2 separate regions of the Rattus norvegicus genome follow, and region 1 is linked to region 2. The links are chromatin contacts, called in public Hi-C maps. All regions are on one chromosome and are shown on one strand. Each heading gives the region's core, a stretch centred on a gene start, on an enhancer-like site or on the middle of the called end of the contact. The rest is flanking DNA. Distances are from core to core; before and after follow the strand shown.

Region 1 (6,566 bases), core at 2,694-5,193, 150 kb before region 2:
ATACCCCCAGAAGCTCCCTTACAGGACAGTATCCAACAGACAATACCAAGATCCCACTGCCTCAGGAAAATGTAGAGATTGAAGACAAAACCAGAAATTTTTTTCTAGAATTTCATGTTTATAACACAAAAAGCACCTCCACTCACAGATGGGAACAGAGAGATGGGAAAAGGGCGAGATAGAGACAGAAACACACACACACACACACACACACACACAGAGAGAGAGAGAGAGAGAGAGAGAGAGAGAGAGAGAGAGAGAGAGAGAGAGAGAACAAAGTCAGGCTGTAAAAACCTTTGCAAAAATCATCTCTGATTTTTGGAGCTCTTCACACATACCCTTTTCCCCATTGAGTTTGTATCTTATTTTCCATCAAAGCTATCATCTCAGCTATAAATTATACAATTATAGAGAAAGCTACTAACTTTTAAGTACAGTAGCCAAAGTATTTAAGAAACAGTATCATGGTAGAGAAATGAGCAGTTATTGAGTATCTGTCAGCAGCATTTAGTAGAATCAGGAATGGTGATGTGCACCTTTAATCCTAGCACTAAGAAGGCAGAGGCAAAAAGGTCTCTGAGACTTCAACACCAGCAGTGTCCAAATAAATGGATCCCAGAGACTCAGTGCCAAGTAGAGAGATCCTGTGCAAAAATAAACAAAAATCCCACATATAGTAGTAGCATTTAAGTGTTTTGAGTTATATCAAAGTGTATTAAGCTATACACATTAAGACTTAGAGATATAAATTAATAATTCTAAGACTGTTATATGTAATGCCACCCTGGAACTCAACAGTTAAATATATAACAGTAGATGGTAGCATCATATCTCTCAGTGTTGGAATGGGCATGCACAAGAAAGCAAGGGAATAGGTTACAATGATCATTATGAGAACAGAGTAATCTGAGACATTCGTATGTCTCAATTAGTTTATAGACATTTAGACACATGTACATGGTACATACAGAAATGTTTATTGGTATGTATACACACAGTTAGTACACATACACAGACTTTACTCTTTTGCATGGATGGCCTAATTAAGACACCACTGCCTGGAAACAAACTTGGTGTCTGTAGTTCAGTCTCTGTTACCATTCTTCAAAAAATGGAAATAGGGCTCCTTGAAGAAATGACCAATTGCGGTTCTAGGCAGTTCTGAGCCTGGAACAATTTGAAAACCCAAGGAATTTTTCACACACAATGTGACTAACAGTAAAGAATCGTTAAACACAAGAACACAGGAGACGGGTAGTATAGACGAATACAGCCACCTGCTGACAAGGCTCTCAATGGAATATTTTAAACTATAAATAAGGAAACATTAGACTATTACCAAAATCATAAAGTCCATATCTCCATTAACCAATTGGATTAAATGATACATGAAGACACACAGATAAAGTTAATCTGGAGGGGATTCCCACATACTCACTGTTTATGCACAGAGTCTTCACATAGGTTGAACACAGCTCCCTATATGGTTGGCCTTCACATGGTGACTATTTTCCAACAGTAGTGACGGGTTTTACAACTTGACAACAGACCTGACTGTCTCTGTCAGCTCATCAAGGTGAATACCAACAGTCATATCATTGTGGCAATGTGTAGTCTTGAGATAACAGTGCTAAAGACACTTCACCTCTATGGTCACAGTACTCATAACCCCAGGAAACTGAGAGTTAGCTGGGACTAATCATAAGAGACTTAACAGGTGAGTAGAATGTAGCACCTTGGACAGAGGTGTAGTAAAGAGTCGAAGTCACTACAAGAACTAGAGAAGCCTGTATAACGGCAGCCCTTAGTCAATGCCTGAGTGTCCTTATTAATTGTAAGGAAGCTGATGCATTCCTGTGTCATGTTCAGGGTAGAGCATCTTGGGAGTAGGATGTATGGAAATCTGGACTAATTCCTCAGTTCACCTACACATCAACCCTGTGCTAAAAAAAAGTGGCATCTTTTAAAGACTGAAAAGTACCAATATATTGATATAGCTATAAAAATACATTGAGCGATTATTTATTATTTCTGCTAGTGATAACAGGCTTTCATTGCTGTGAAGAGAGTATGACCAAGGCAAATCTTATAAAGAAAATCATTAGTTAGGGCTGGCTTACAGTGTCAGAGGTTTAGTCTATTATCCTCATGGTGGGAAGCATGGCAGTGTGCAGGCAGACGCTGTGCTAGAGGAGCAGAGGTTCTGTATCTTGATCTGAAGGCAGCAGAAGGTGACTGATCCCAAAGGTGGCCTCCATAGTAAAACTCTCCCTATAACAAGGCCATGCCCACTCCAACAAGGACACACCTCCCAATAGTGCCACTCTGTATGGACCAATGCATGAGACTCTGGGGGTTGTACCTATTCAAACCACCACACCGTTATTGTGGTTTCTTCCCACATTTCTGTTTAAAGCACACATCCAATGTTAGTGTCAGCTACATATTAGTGAGACTAAAGATGTTATTTCTCAGCTTTATTCTGCAATTGTGACCTAGAGGCATATACCTCTACGATGCAAGTTAAGAAATCAGACATGTGTGATTGGATGAAGAGTTTAATCTTATGAAAACAAGTCCCAGAGATGCACTGAGCACTGTCCCACATTTCAAGTGCATACATCCTGCACCCAAAACTCAGAATTATTAATTTTGTTTTGTGTTAATTCTGGTGGCTCCACTACTGCCTCTGCTCTGGAATTGATAGAGGGGTCGAAAGGTTTTTCTTTGCGTTTCTTTTTTGCCCTTATGCAAGTCAGTGCAAGATGCTGGACAGATTCCCAAGGTAATACTGCCAACCTCCAATGATGCTCAGGAGGAAGGCCAAGATACAAGGAATGAGGAATATCACCCTGCAGAACGCTAGTGATAAGGAAACTCCCTGCTTGGAAATGACTTTCTTGGAAAAGCACCAAAAAGAGAAAATCCTAAACTGCCCTTTGCCCTTTACACTACCAAATCCCTAAACCGTTGGTTTAGTCAGTAACTTGGAAGGAAGCAAAAGGGGAAGCTTGGAGGGAGAGATAACAACCTTAATAGCTGGCGCCAATTTAAACAAGCAAGGACAAGAGGCTTGTGTGCATCCATGCTTAGTTTGTCCCCTAGGGAAATTCTGAGAAATCCGTTGGGAGTTCAGCCATCTGCAGATGTGAAATTTGCCTCTTGGTTTTTCAAAGATTATCGCTTTCATCAAGGCAGTCTGGATAAAAAGCGAGGGCTGTGGGGTGCAAGGCGCTTGGGAGAAAGGTGGGAAGCACATCTATCTGTCCACTAGCAAACAGCTCTAAAATCCTGACATGACCCCTCTCCATGTCCTTGGGTGATTTCTCTGTTTTCCCTCTCTTCACTGGGTTGGAAGAACCCCATTCTATCACAATAGCAAGAAAAGGAGAGGTCCACAGCATTCAGCGTTCATACCTGTTTTTACTGTTTGCTTGTGTGTGTGTGTGTGTGTGTGTGTGTGTGTGTGTGTGTGTGTGTGTGTTAAAAGCAAATGAATCGTGTTTTGAGGGTTTGTAAAAAGACCGGATGCCCATTTTAATGTTTTCGGAATATTTGACTGTTTATCTCAATAGACAATCATCCTCAAATTCGGCGAAATGAACAGTACTGATAAGGAAGATGGAGAGGGTGGGAAACCCACACATTCAGATGGAGCTATCCATGCAGCCGCAGTGACAGGGGAGCACAGAGAGCAAGGATGCTCTGCAAAGGAAGTCTGTCTGCCCTTTCTGTTTTGTTGCACAATCCGGTAATGCCGCGGGTGTAAAATCGGTCAGAGAAAATCAAACTCCATCCTGGGGAGCAGCGTCTTTCGGGTGCAGCTGGCAGACTCAGTTCCTGGAAACCAAAGAGGCGAGTCTCCCCCCCGCGGATCGCAAGCAATGTGCTGCTCCGGCTGGCGATGACTTCATGCAGCCGGCTTGGAGTAGCCAGCCGAGGCTGCAGCTGCAGGTGGGGCGGGGGCCTTGCGAGCCCAGAGAGCCCAGCACACGCGGCCGGGCGGGCGGGACTGCTGCCGGGGGCAGCCGGGACGCGCCTCTCCATCCCGAAGGTAAGTCGCTGGTCCGCGCTATCGGATCCGAGCCAGCTCTCCGCCTGGTTGGGGACCAGCTTTGTAGGACCCGGGAAAGAAGGTCTATCCCCGCTGCATTCTGCTGTGGGAAATGGAGCAAGGGAGTGAAAGGTTGATTAGCCTTGAACTGAGACGGGAAAAGAGGTGTTCCGATGAAACAAAGGGGCTTTTTAGACTCCAGCTCTTAAAGGTGATCAGCCATTTCCGTAGCAGGTTGGTTTAGATACTGATGAGTATTAGAAATGTAAAACCGTCTGAATGCCCATTTAACCTTTGTGTCTTCTACTTTCCCTCAATCATTCCCTGGTTTGGGAGACGCGTGTCCTTGAAAGCAGTTCTCCACTCCATGTCCTCCTTGCTTCTCTGCCATCCCTGGTGTGATACCAGGGTGTTTCTTTTCTCATCTCAATGTCATGACACCTGCTTGCTTCAATACAGTGCCTTTGGGAGTCAGGGTGTAAGGAAAACTTCTCTCCCCTCCCGAGTTCTGCTTGATGTGGGCTGCACTTGGCAACTTTTCCCTTTATTTTACATCTTTCCTGTCAATCCGCTGCTCATTGAGTTTCAGAGATGCTGTATCTCATAATCTCTTTACCTTCTTCACGTCCATGACTGACTTCATCAAGGACCCAACAAGGGCATTGCCTCACACAGACTTCCTTATTGGGTATTCCCTTAACATACCGTCTGTAGTTGTGCATTTGAAATAAAATGTCCTGCTTTCAGCTCAGGACCGACATGGTTTTCTTTAAGTGCTTTTCTTGCCATCACGTCGTCACCCTGGTTGGCTAACGAAAGGCTTGCTTGAGTGGAATAACAGAATACATTGGGTTGTGCGGGCTGCTCTCTGCATACATGGGTACAGAAAAACTGAACAACAGTCTCTCCAGTTCTTTTAAATATTTCTAGTTCAGCCGAGGTGTAAGAAATTAGCTGTCAGAGTTTGGGGTAACGGTTCCAAAAACCGAGTAGTGGGTATGCCCCAGGATTCCTCAATAACCTCAAACTGGGACTTTCCCATTGGCAGACAGAAAGCCTGGGAATCTGCCCAATCCCAAGCTTGGATTATCTGAGCATCCCCAGGTTTGTCTCCTCATGTACAGGACCCTCATACCCTCACACATGAACTTCCCCACCCACAACCCCCCACTCCCAGCTCAAGTCCTTATTCTCAGCTGGGGACATAAGTCTGAGTAATATGAAGCAGTTAAGATGGCTGTTTCGGGTGCTGAAAATGTGTGCCTAAACAAGAGAGCAGTTTCGGGAAGGAGGATTGTATGGAGCATATGAGCCAACATTCCATATAGGAGAAGAGCCGTCGTCTCTCCATGCTTGAAATTGGAAAGGCTGTTCGACTCAACAGCCATGCCGTTTTAGTCAGTCAAGGTAAAGCAGAGAAACCCAGGAGGGACTTTAACCTAGACATGACACCTATCACCTCTTCCAGTGTTACCCACCGATTCTCTGCTGCCGGGCTAATTCTACTGTGTTCACTAGGTGTGCTGCTGTTACTTTTATAATTACAAATTCTCTTTGGTGACATTCTCTCTAGGAAGATCTGAGTTTGCCCCTTTGTCTCCACCTTCATTAGCTGGGCAGAAGGAGGAGTTTCCCACCATGAAATAGACCACCCCAGGAACTGGCTCTGAGGTTTTCAGGAACTGGGGTCATTTCTCTGTGTGTTTATTGTTGACTGCATCTTGAATATGTTTTTGTTTCACGTTTTAAACACTTGAGATTCTATCGTTTTGATTCAATCACATTTTCTAATGAAAGAAACAAAGAATAAGGTTGTAAAAGTCCTCACTTCCTCACTGTCCTTAATTTTAAAATACGTAACAAATCAATTCTTTTTCTGAAAAATAACTAATGTTTATATATACATGTCTATTATTATTTTTAATAAATTGGCAATTATGTAATGATCACTTGATCCTACAGGAACACAAACAAGAGCTATATGATTTGGTTAAAAGAGAGATGCCTGAGACCATCCTGATGGTGGCTAAAAATTCAAGGCTGTGTTATTTGCTTTCTAAGAAAACTGAAATATCTGGCAAGAAATTGCTTCAGGATCAAGGGGACGCTGCTTAGCGAGCTGGCAGGATGCCTGCCAATGTTTTCACAGGCGAAACTAATCCACCATGTGAAGGCCTGAGTTAAAGGCACCTAAAGACATCCATTTCATTCAGGCACAACTGGGGAGGAGGTGACACATGAGAACTCCTGATATGAACATGGTTGTGTTTAAACTATTTTGAGAAATATAAGTTCAGAGCTCTAAGCAGAGATGTGTATATGTGTCCACAAACAAATGTGCATACACATACACATGTACACACATACACATACATACACACATATTTACACTCACACATGTACATGCACATACATACATACATTCACACATATACACACACATAAACATTTGCATGTACTCACATATATACATGTGCACACACATATACATATGTACATGCACAGAAACATG
Region 2 (6,785 bases), core at 2,656-5,155:
TGAACTCTGTAAGAAAAACCTACAGGAATAAATGGAATGAGCATGTATACAAGTACTGTGGTTTCTTTACTCTTTCTCAGAATGTGCCAGGCTGACAGGCTTTTTTTTTTTTTAGTTGTTATTTTTGTTGTTGTTGTTTTAACAAGGCTTATAACAGTGCATTGTTAGTGGTCCCTTTCTCCCCAATGATACTCTTGATGATACGATTTAACTTCTGCCTCTTCTCTTTCAAAGATTTTCATTCATACAAATAGCTTTTAGAAATCATTACATCACATCTCAGACTTAGCTCTGTATCATGTGTTATGTGGAACTTCGCCTACTTGGTGTGAACTTCCTAGAGATCAGAGAGGTGTATATGAGACTTCCTGCCATGCCTAGAGTACTTAGGGAGATCCTAATGGAAACCTAATAGATTTGCAGTAGCAATTGAAAAATCACTTTAAAGTTCTGATTGCAGTAGCTGGATGGACGGGATCCTCAGAGGAGGTTGAAATCATAATGTTCTCTGTGTGGAAGTAACTTAGGGAAGTAGAAGATAATGGAGATGCTCTCTAACTGATTACAGATGCTGTTCATCAGCAGAAAGAGAAAGTCTGCTTAGGTTTCTCTATATCACAGTATCCTTTCTCACTTGGACTCCTTCCCAAGGCCCCGTCTCCTACTTTCATTCCTTTCTGACTATACAAATCAATAATCCCTATCCCTAACATTTCTCTGAACATTTCATGAATTTTGCCTTTTACTTCAATCCAAAGAAGAGGGGAAAAAGAGAAAAAAAAAAAAGGAAATGAAACTTGCCTAGTTCAAAACTTGCTTTTTCAGGCTCACTTCTCCTAACTTATAAATCAAACAAAAATCTTTTTATTTAATACTAAAAACATATCTTTTGCTAAAGATTGCCTAATTATATTATTTTTTTGGATACCGAACTGTGGCAGGTCATCTGCTCTGTAGCCATGGACGAGCGAAGTGCTTGGCACAGTGAAACTGGTTAAACCAAGCAGCTGCTTCTCGGACACTTAGGTTCTTACTCGGTTGCGCTGCTGGGATGATCTGAATGAGAAGCACAGGCTGGTTTTCGAAATGGAATGTGGAATTTGCGTGAGATCCAACAAAAACCTGCAGCTTCCAAACATAAAGCTATGAATAGCTGACTGAACCCTATGAAGCTGAAGAGGAAAAGCAGAAAACCGCCCCGTGAATAATGATTCAAGGGAGCAAAATATAAAATGAACCAATTATATGTCTGAATAAGACAGAGTAAAGTATCTATTTCAGCTACTTCCTGCTTTGGGGGTGGTGTCTGGATCAGGTCAGGCAAACATTTTCTAAGTTAGTTTTCTCTTTTGTATGGTAAGAAAATGAGAAAAAACTCATTTCCAACTAATTACTAACATCATTTGACAGCTACAATAGTATACAGGTAAGAGCTTAAGAGCATAAAAAGTACACTGAGGAGTTCAGCCTTGTGTCTGTCTGTCCAATAGTAAAATGAGCCTGAAGCCTTAAGTGTAATCAATAAATGTCTGCTAAATAGATTCACGAGGAAAATGGAATAGACTATAGATGTCAGAGATGTGCGTCAAGACAAAGAATATTCACAATACAGGCTTTTAGAGGGCAGGGAAAGAAACATAGGCCATCTGAGAGGAATGTGGCTTCTTTCTGTTGGAGCCAGTGCCAGGGAGAGCTGCAGGAGGCAAGATGGCTGTAGCATTAATGTGCCAGGAGTCCAGCACAGCAGAGAAGTCCAACAAGCATGATTGCAGAATTAAGAGATGCTAAAGAAGTGTCTGACCAAATGTATGCTATGTCTGAATGCTTGAGCTCTTAATTGCTGCAGGAAGGAGACAAGGCAGGGGTGGGGCGAACGTAAGGACATCATGGTAGGCTCCAGTGTTAAACCCAGCGGAGTCTAAATCCAAGCTCTACCATTCTCTTCTGCCAAAAATAGCATCAAAACATTAATGAAGGACATATCCAGAAGATGAAGACTCTAATTCTGGAAATTGAAGACTGTAGACCTGTTTTGTAGACTGAATATATGGATATATATATATATATATCCATATATATATGAATATGGCATAAACATACTTAACCCTACACATGCATTATGGTGCTGGTCAGAGTTCTCTCAGGCATGGTCTGCCTCCTTAGGCCTGCATAGTCCTCCACTAGTGGTTATTTCAGTCTACCTCTCTGTCCAGGCCCCATGGCACCATTCTGGGGGGTCATTTCTGGCAGGCTTCTCGTCTTGCCTGCCTGAGTGGCCTCGTGAGAGGGTCATCTGTTGCGGGTTCTTGGTAGTCTCAGGTTTGCTACCAGTCCTGGGAACTGTATGCACTGCCCTGGTGCCAGACTGGTATCTTCTTTGGCAGGCTTTTTTCCAGGAATGTTAGGCTAATTATTCATGGGTCAGAACACTGAGCTAGACATAGCCTCTCTCCTCTCTGCCACCTACTGACAGACATGTGACATAGCATTGTTGTTGTTGTTGCTGCTACTTTTTATTATTGTTATGGATGTGACTGCAGATTTCATGGCTAATAAGGCTTATTTCTGTCATCCTAATATTTGTCTTAACCTCAGGGGCAATACTTCAATCTGCAAAGTAAATGCCTTCTTTATTTTATATTTCTTTTTGTGTACTTTTTATTTTCCCTCGTTGGCATTCATATAAAAGCTATCCCAAACCCATCTGATTTTGTCTTAGAAGCATGGTGGGAGGGCTCTCTATACCAACATAGGGTTGCTTGTATGGACATTCCGGGGGATGTCCTTGGCTTAGAAACTCAGAAGTGAAGCCAAAGTAGAACAGGGGGAAGGACTCATGAGAAATTCCGAATGGGCAGTTTTTTACCTGATTCAGTACAAGAGATGGACTCTACCATATTCACATGCACTTTGAACATCTTCTCATGGATAAGACCTCTTGGAGTTTACGTGTTTAAACAAAACCAGAGAGTTGTTGGTTCGTTAAGTGTATACGGAATTTAGAGAGGATAACTTTCGAATTCAACAGCTCAGTAGGAAAATAATGTAAGACTTGTTACAGACAAAATGTACTGCTAACTTAGCAACGGATACCTCAGAATCAGCAAACAATACAGGTGGCTTATTCTTGTTAAGTAAATTTTTCAAAGAGTTTTAGAAGGGCGAAATGTGGTAGATTGTGAAGCAAAACCATTGGAATGGTTGGACTGCAGTTTGAATCTGACAGAAAGACACCTGTGTGCCATTGATAGGCTAGCTTCCCAGTTTAAGGTCCTCAATACAGCATAGTTTGGATGAGTTGTAGAACTGCATTAATCGTAAGGAGAACAGGCTGAGTTCAAGTACAGTGCTAGGCAGGGAAATATTGTGTAAGGGGGAAGTTTCATTTCTAATTTTGGATATAACTTTTTATAGAGAGAAAACTGTTTTCAAAAGTTTGGCGCAATCTCAGTTCCACAATCCCAAACAGAAAATAGAACCTATCTAGGAAGCAATGTCTTAGCCCATTGAGCTTTGTCTGAAGAACAAGTCTAGGGGATGTTGCTTGACTTGGGGTCGGTGAACCCAGGATGGTGCGGGACGAAAGCTCCTTTATCTTGCTACAAGAGCTCAGAGGAACCTGCAAAACAACATCCTCTTACTGACTGGAGGTGAGGAGCTCCTGAATGCGTAGGCATTCTAAGCAGGAAAAGAAGGAGGGAAGCTAAATAACGCTGGAGTGGAACAAAGGACTGTAAGGATCTCAGGACGCCAACCAAAGTAGCTGCGGTTTCCAGGGAGGGTGGTTGGAAAAACCCTGGAGGGGGAGCGTCCCTGGGGAGAGAACCGGAGGCACGGCACCGCCCTCAGTAGCCCCGCCCCGCCAGAGCGGACCAATGGGAGGCCGGAATGTTAGAGTGTGGGAGGCGCGGCCGGGTTGCTACAGCCAGAGCTGGGCGGCGGCGGGTGCTGCCTGAGGATCCTGAGGCGGCGCGCCATGGACGGGCTAGAAGGTGAGACGCGAGGGGATGCAGCCGCGGGGCTCGAGCGGGCACGAGCGACCAGGGCCTGGACTCCGGGGAAAAGTGCAGCCCGCCGGCTCTGCAGCGAGGTCCCCGTGCTCGCCGACACCCGGGGCGGAGCTGGAGGTCCCCTTACCGGAGCGGTGACCGCGGGCTGCCTGCGGGGCACGGTCCTCGGCTACTCCGCCTGGTCAGAGCCCCTGCGTCCTCACACCTGCAAGGCCTAACTACCATCTCTGGTCCTTCCTGGACCCCCGAGATTCCTGTGGACACTCGGTGTCTCTGGTCAGGTCTTAGTGGCTTTGCAAAGTGTATTCTTGGTTAAGGTTCGCGACCTCCGGGTCGCCAGCTCTTACTGACCCCTTAGGACCCGCCCCATCTCCGGCGAGCTCTGGACAGGACACACACCTTGCTTACTCAGTCCTGGGTAGCCTCCCTTCCATTTCTCCCGCACCTTGCTCAGGGAGATGCTTGAGCATCTCCCAAGGAAATGCCCCTGGTGAGCTCTACAGCAGGGACAATAGCTTCAGCCTTAATGGTTTATTCAAGACTATCTAGGGAAGAACCAGCTTTGCTTCCTTTATCTTTCGCTTTATCCTGGTACCTTAGCCAAGGCTTCAGATTTTGTTTTGTTCCAAATTCTTTCGTTTTTCCCTCTTTCTAAATCCATTTTAATCCCGTGCAAGGACAACATTCGCTTAAAACACAAAGGAAGGAAGAAAAAAAATCCTAGCAGTGGTGACAACAGTTTTCAGGATTTAAAAAGATCGTGAATGTCTTTCCAATACACAAGTTTTCAGAATTTTTGGATCCTGTTGGCTTAATACAGTTTTTTTTTTCTTTAAATTTTTTTTCACTACTTAATGTACTTGGAATGAGCAGGGGAACTGATCGCTTCATTTTCTTGTATTATAGATAGTCAAATATTTCAGGACGTGTTACGAAGTGAACATTGGTTAACTGGTAACTTTCCCAGTTACTTAAGTGTATCAGAAAGAAAATACAGTAATATGATTATGAGTTATGAAGGCAGTAAAGAGGCCATTTATGGGCAGCAGCAGATTACCTGTGAAGGTTTCCTTTGGTGTACCTTTCAGATAACTATGAAATGAGAAATTGCAATGACAGCACCCCTTCCTTCCACAAACCTCCTTTTGGCATATCCCTGCAGGCAGCTCATTTCAATTATTAAAAACTGTACTGGTGTAGAGACTGAATAGAGAACAGGGTTGAAACATAAGTGTGAAGATTTTACAGTGCTATCATGCTGCATGGAGAGAGTTCAAGAATACTTCCCAGTTGTTTACTGACGGATATTTACAGAGAAAGAAATATTCATCCAATGTTTCACTTATTTATCTATGCATGCAAAGAATAAAAGATTATCAAAGCTGTTGGCATCTAAATTAGAAATTTTGGAGATATAATTGAAAACTAGTGTAATATACACTGTGTGTGTGTGTGTGTGTGTGTGTGTGTGTGTGTGTGTGTTTCTTAAGGATACCATTTGTTAACTTTTTTTACCCAGGCTTTCACTTAATAAGCAATAAGTTATATTTGGTAATTTTCCTCTATATTGAAAGTTATAGTATGTAGTATAAAAATCTTCAAGTTTGTTTACTTTATCTTTGTCATTGAACAAAAATAATCTTTGACATTTGACTTACATTTTTAGTTGAAAGTAGTTACTGGTTGCCTAAAAAAAAAAATCTACTTAAGCTACTCTTTAAAAGTACATTTTAGTCGCTTACATATCCCCTTTATGTTACTGATCTTCTGGGAATTTTATGTCGAATTGTCACAAAATGAACTATTAAATTGTACACTGTATTTTGAAACCAAATGTTAAGCTTTCTTATAATTTCATATAATTGATAGCAGAACTCTTGTATGACTTGAGTAATTAGAGGAAAGCCTTTAATTCCTTTTCATGTGAAAGCTATATCCTAGACTTATCTAAGGAGCACAGTAGTAGCTTTAGAGTTGGGATGTTCTAATATCTTCCAAGTTTTATCATCTGTGAGATTGAGGTGATAAAATCTATGGTTTTAACCTTAGGTAAGATATTGTCATGGCCTTACTAATATCCAAAATATGCTTATACCAATTATGGCAGACATTAGGCAGGCCATTCCTCACCTGGTCTGCTAAGTATCATCTAGTATTGCCTCTGAAACTTGATTATTGGGGCCAGTTCCTCTTTATAGTAGCACAGATCTAGTGGACATCTGCTATCCCACTTTGTTACTGCTTCTCTTTTGTTTGAATTTAGCATAAATGTATACCGGTTTACTGAAACACTGCTTATCTTTGTTAGCAGTCTTCATTTCTTTCTAGATATGGTTGTTCATTGGTGCTGATTGGAATTCGGGTATTTTAATGGCCAGGGTTTAAAGAAACCTTCATCTAAACTCTTGGTTTTGCTTCTTGTTCTGTTTTTTTTTTCTCTATGATTTGGATATAGATTTTATTTTATCTTTATCTTTCGTGTGTGAGTACTCTGTTTACATGTATGTGTGTGCACCATATATATGCTTGGTGCTGACAGAGATTGCAAGGAATTGTCAGATTGCTGGAACTACAGTTACTAATAGTTGTGAGCCCCATGTGGATATTGGGACCTAAACCCTGGGTTCTTTGCAAGAGCAGCAAATACTCTTAACTAGTTGGTCATCTCTCTCTAATCCACAGTTTGAGCATATTATTCAAATCAGAATCTCATCTATAAAAAGCAAAGCCATCAAAAATTAAACCACATTGACTATATTAAGTATTAAACATACA

What was found. A called contact is a pair of places that touch in the nucleus more often than the background predicts.
Region 1: a Hi-C map of Schwann cells shows a contact between it and region 2, with 4 times the contacts expected there. The contact joins the promoter of Pkia here to the promoter of Zc2hc1a in region 2. A contact is called at or near these places in 3 of 12 Hi-C or Micro-C datasets (Schwann cells, frontal cortex and psoas muscle) and 1 of 1 datasets of contacts at active chromatin or transcription factors (oligodendrocytes).

What each region holds. Positions count from the first base shown.
Region 1 is chr2:96,378,292-96,384,857 of GRCr8, reverse strand. Pkia (cAMP-dependent protein kinase inhibitor alpha) reads left to right here and starts at 3,943. Exons shown (of 5, transcript NM_053772.2): 1 at 3,943-4,054.
Region 2 is chr2:96,229,022-96,235,806 of GRCr8, reverse strand. It overlaps Zc2hc1a (zinc finger, C2HC-type containing 1A), which reads left to right and starts at 3,905. Exons shown (of 9, transcript NM_001107661.1): 1 at 3,905-3,992. The coding sequence starts at 3,977. It also overlaps the pseudogene LOC120101358.